Regions from separate parts of the Gasterosteus aculeatus genome. Here region 1 is linked to region 2. Evidence: chromatin contacts called from public Hi-C data. All regions are on one chromosome and are shown on one strand. The core of a region is the stretch at or near the end of the contact, and the rest is flanking DNA. Distances in the headings are between cores, read along the strand shown. Region 1 has its middle 16 kb from the start of htatsf1. Region 2 holds the start of LOC120821766 (transcription factor COE1).

What was found. Hi-C and Micro-C count contacts between places; a contact is called where the count stands out from the background.
Region 1: a Hi-C map of tail fin shows a contact between it and region 2, with 5 times the contacts expected there. The contact joins the enhancer-like site here to the promoter of LOC120821766 in region 2. A contact is called at or near these places in 4 of 6 Hi-C or Micro-C datasets (skeletal muscle, tail fin and whole body).

The regions. Positions count from the first base shown.
Region 1 is chr7:22,454,030-22,456,888 of fGasAcu3.hap1.1, reverse strand. No RefSeq gene overlaps it. Among protein-coding and RNA genes, the nearest start is that of htatsf1, 16 kb to the left of the region's middle. Within about 2 kb of position 1,393, at least 2 of the 9 cell types and tissues checked have open chromatin away from gene starts, as enhancers often do.
Region 2 is chr7:22,352,996-22,355,695 of fGasAcu3.hap1.1, reverse strand. It overlaps LOC120821766 (transcription factor COE1), which reads right to left and starts at 1,424. Exons shown (of 16, transcript XM_078105235.1): 1 at 700-1,424; 2 at 1-15. The coding sequence starts at 830.

The sequences.
Region 1 (2,859 bases), core at 144-2,643, 100 kb before region 2:
CTCCCTCTCCCTCTCTCCCTTCATCCCTCTGGGCCCCTTGGCTGCGACGATGCCCCACTGTAGTGCCATTCCTAAAGTGTCCAGGCTCCCTGAGGACTTGGACTGGATGGTCGTCCCTTAGGGAGCTGGCACCGGCGTGTTCTCATCTCTTCTCATCACACACAAACACACACACACACACACACACACACACACACACACACGCACACACACACACACACACACACACACACACACACACACACACACACACACACACACACACACACACACACACACTTTGACTGTGCTCTTCAGACAGCAGTGGTCTCAGCGGGGCTGCCCTGGAGCTCGCTGCAGCATGCTGGGTACCTGAAAAGCCAACGATACCCGCGCAAGGCCAGAATGTTAAGTGGTGTGTGTGTGCGTCCGTGTGTGTGTTGCATGAGCGGGGTCATAATGTTAAGTGGTGTATTAATCAGCTGTAATTGTGTGTATGGTCCATTAAGGCAAGGGCTGGCTGACAGACATGGGTGAGAAAGGGGTTGGGGGGGGGGGGGGGGGTTGGGGAAGCGATGGGTGTGTTCGATGAAACATGTGTGTGTCGGCCAACAGAGAAGTGAAACTGCTAGAAATAACGTTTTAACTGTACAGCCTCCTCTACGGCGCTGTGCGCTCTATATCTTTTTATAAATCCCTGCTCTTGATAGCTTTTTTCATGCCCCCAGCCCCCATCATCATCAGTCTCTTTCCCTCTCTTTTCTTTTTAGAAATTCATCCATCTGGGCCCTACTGTTGCGAACTTGCTCTCCTACTTTTAGAAGCGGGAGTTACCAAACAACGGCCACCAATGGAAAAACAAGGCCGCTTCATGCTTTCCGTCTCACTCCTGCAGACACTCACACTGACAATCACGCACGCACACACACACACACACACACACACACACACACACACACACACACACACACACACACACACACACACACACACACACACACACACACACACACACACACACACACACACACACGCTGCACTTTTCCCCCAGTGATCTCTGCTGGCTGATTTGGTATTCAAGTGCTGTTGCGGGCCCAGCAGGCCTAAAGCTCTCTTTGTATTGTTTTATTACCCAGGGGCTAGGCCTTGCCACACACACACACACACACACAAAATGCAGGCGCATAAGCATGCACACACACATACATTATACAGCACAGATAGCATACAAGTGCAAAGCAGGATTAGCATATTAGCTTATTAGTATCCTGTCTGTCAATTGGCTCTGTCTGGTTTTCTTTCGCTCACATGCTGTCAGAATGAAGAGTTGCATGAGGAGGAGGAGGAGGAGGCGGAGGAGGGAGAGGAGTGATGAAGGGAGATAAGGAGGGAAGTGAGGAGGAGGAGGAGGAGGAGAAGTAGGTGGAGGGCTGCTCACTCCTCTCAAATAGACAGATGGTAGGCCGACTCCTACTGAGTTGTCAACTGGCCAAGAGGGAAAGACGGAGGGAAGGGGATCGAGAGGAAAAGGGGCAGAGAGATGAACCTTTCCTCTACTTCTTCATCCTCCTCTTTCAACCTCTCACTCACTTTTGCTGCCAGCGTTAACTTTTCTTACCCATCTTTCTCCTTCTAGCCTCTATGTTCTCTCAACCGGCCATCAATCTCTCCATTCGCATCTCTGTCATTATGGCTCATCGGTCACAGGTTTGTGAGGTTTTTCATCTGTACGTCCTTCTGTACGAAGCTCTCTCTCCATCAGCTGCTACAGGAGAAAGTGAGCTGGCCAAGTTTGGAAACATGTTGCAGAGAGAAAGAAAGTATTGAGAAATCTTGGGTTGTACATCACAGCCCTGCTTGTTGTACAGTAATTTAACTCCCCAGTAAGTACAACTACTCAGGTTCTCTACTTAAACACAATTTGGAGGTTATTTGTTTGAGTATTTCCTTTTTATGATCAGCTACATTTATTCGACAGCTGTTACATTCATATTCACATTAGCATTTTTTAAAGATTTTATAAGATACAATTTACATACGTTCTTGTCATATTGAATAAATCTCTCCTGGCCATGTCATTAAAATAATTGTCTCGGAATCTTTATCTGAGAGTTGACTGTGTTGAAAGACATATGGTGCCATGATCTGTTTGACACAACAGGGGGCAGTATGGCTCTTTCGTTCACCTTTTTCAGCAGACCGAAATACTCTTAAAATGTAATATTAGAGCATTTAAAATATAATCAATACATTATGAGTTAAAGCATCTCAATCTGATATTTGCAGGTACAGAAAATCTAAATGAAAAGTCAGTCGTCAAATTAAAAAAGTAAAGGGATTAGTTCGGAAATATGTGTAGAAACTTACGGAACAACATTGCTCTGATTTCTGCCCTGTTTTTTCATATTGAAAAATGCAGCACTGCACTTTGGTATTTGGTGCAAAGGCGAGGGATAGAAGAAGCAGAGAGCTTATTATCAGAGACTGAAAGTGGATACACACATATGCCCACTTTCTTTCAGCTTCCTTCTCCATCAGAAAGGGCACAATTGCTCAAGAAGGGAAATTGAAGCCAGCAAGAGATGAATCTTTCTTATGATTCTGTGTTTTTCCATTGCGGCCGGAGCTTTTGTGTGTTGCAACTTGCACATAAAAAACGGAAAGACATTTTAAAATCATAAAGTTATGGGCCAGTTTTGTTTTGTTTTTACAGTGGGTTTTATTCAAAAGATGATTATATATTTTTATTAATAATGGTGTTAGACACTAAATTCTGTGTTAAGATTATTTACTGAGCTCACCAGTGATACAATGATTTAAGTTGAATTAACTTTTTAATGATACAAAACCACTCAAGGAAAGAATATCCTTGTGCACTAA
Region 2 (2,700 bases), core at 175-2,674:
GCCAGACCCACTCCGCTGCGGACACACATGAGCGGATGAGTCGCTGCTTGGATGCTGGAAAGTTCTGACTTTCTATTGGTTAAGTAAAAAATGATTATGCGAGCAGGGAATAAATCGTTTAAATGGTTTTATATAAGGAAAGCCTATTAAAGGGGGAAGAAAAAACAAAATCCATGTTTTTTTCTGATAATATTAGAAACTTTGTGTTTTTAACCTGAGACAGGAGGTCTTGATTTACCCACCTTCCATGACTCTGTTGGCAAAATAGAGAATCGTGGTCTTCTTGAATAAAACCATGAGCATGTCTAGAAAAGAGTGAAGATGGAAAGTTTTTCTCAACATAAACCCCGAGCATTGATCTAGAATTATTTATCCGCCCCTCAGCCAATATGGACAGAAAAGACACACGTTGCACGAGCATAAGAATCTGTAGCAGGAACCAACATGCCACTAACTGTTGTTTTAAAAGTATATCAACCGCATTAATAATCCTAATTTTCCAAATGAATCCTAGAAACAGTTTAATCCAAATATCGACAACAGCTCCCATCAGCACAACCTCGTGTCCTGCACGGGGAGGGGTGGTGAAGGAGAGGGGGGGGGGGGGGGGGGGGGCTGCATGGCCCTCAATCACGTTGTCTCGGTTTTAGGATGGAAGGTTGGCGGGCTGGTCTCCTCCACCCCCAAAGAGGAGCTCACCTTTGGGCGGCCGTGTTGGCGTCCAGCACGCCGCCCCCTTGCATCCAGCTCCGGACGGTGTTCATGCCTCCCAGCGGCTCCTCCTTCAGGCTGCTGCCGCTTCGCTGGATGCTCTCCTGGATCCCAAACATGAACAAGCCGGCGTGTCTCGCTCCTGGTCTCCCTCTCTCCCTCTCACCCCCGGCCGGCTGCGCACTTGTTCTGCCGCAGATGTTCTGCGCTCCGACTCTAAAGGGGAGCAACGTGGTTGCGCTCTTTGCTGCCGCGCGCGCTTCGCCAGAAGTGAGCGATTAATTCCCGTGATTCTTCTCCTCGTGAGAAAGTGGGCTCCAAAAAATAAAATAAAAAATGTCCCAACCCAACGACGTGTGTAAATCACCGCAGGACGCGGACGGGACCGAGGTGTGTCCAAAAAAAAGTGACTCCCGGCGCGCTTTGCGTTCCACGGTTCAAGCTGTCAAGAGAGACACGAGAGATCAACACCCGATAGATGTCATCGCGGTGGGACTTTTCTTTCTTCCTCCTCTCTCTTTTCTGGGGGTGGGGGGGTGGGGCACTTTGTTTTGTGTCGTTCTCCCTCTGCCCGGCGGTCCGGGGCGCGTCGGGCTCTGTGGTGTCCGGTGCAGCGCGGCTCGCTGCGGATGACTCGCTCCCTCTCTGAGCAAACCGCTTTGTGACTCTTCTTCCCAAAGGACTCTCTCTGAGAACCGAACACGGGCTTCTCCGGGAGGGGAGGGAGGAAGGGAGGGAGGTGGAGTGGGGGGGGGGGGGGGGGGGGGGGGGGGGGTACAGGACAGGAGGGGAGGGGATGGGGGAGAGGAGAGGAGACGCCCCCCCGACAAAGGCGAGGGCTGGAGTCAGGTCCGCCCAATGCAGCGGCCACGGAGCTCCTCTCCTCCTCCTCCTCCCCTCCTCTCTCTCCTCCTTAGCCGGTAACGGGATTTTTCTCTCTCTTTTCTGTAAATGTGGAGATTAATTCTCGCGTGCACCAACAACACTTCCATCGACCGAAAGTTGATTCATGCCCGTGCAGAGCAGTCGGCTGCACGATGCTGAATAAAGCATTGCTCAGTGGCGCTTCGGCAGGGTCGACACTTTTTTGTGAATGAAAAAAAAAAGATGACTTCATGTCGTGGAAATATTAAAGATAAGGTTAAAAAAAGTCCGTATTTGATTGAGGACATGGGAAATATCCTTTTTCTCATAAATTTGATTCATAAAGCATAGAATAAATTGATATTAAATCGCCATTCTGAGCGGCAATGTGCGCTTTACTGCGAATTAAAACCCCTTTTGGATCGCGTATCCAGCAGTCAGTATTTAACTCATTGCCGCTGCAGACAGTTGATATACGTTTGATATGAAACCTCAGGCGTCACTTTCAGATCAAAGTTCTAGCACAAGGCTCAATCGTTAAATGCATATTTCGTCGTGTCCCCGCTCCTCATTCTCTCCCCGGGCCGGATCATCGCAGGCTGGCGCCGAAAGACTCGCTAACAAAAGTGACAATAACAATAATTAGCTCAAAATAACAATGAACATAATTGAGTATAATTGCTACCAGATTTCCCCCGCTTTGTATCTCCCTCCAGCACCATCTGCTATTTGAAACGACATTTTCCACGTCGCCTGAGAGGGAATCCAAGCAAACTACAAATATTAATAGATAATCCAGTGAAGTCTTTCAATGAAATAATGCTACAGCGTATTGATCCGTCTAGGTGCAAAAGGTCAAAACACTTTGGTATTATGCAGCTGGCTGTGCACATGATTGGCAGGGCGCGCTGGCGCAGTTCCAGGGTTTAATTCCCAAAGGTTATTGAAAAACGCTCTTGACCTTGATTATGGAGAATAAGAGTCTTTTATGCTCCAGTTTCCTGCTTTAAGCGCAGGAACATTATGTGTGTCAACGGAGGAGTGTTAAGAGAGTGTGGAGCTCGGATCGATGGGAGTGGGCTGAAAGTATTTGTATCAGTTTAAATCAAATAGAATAAATATGAA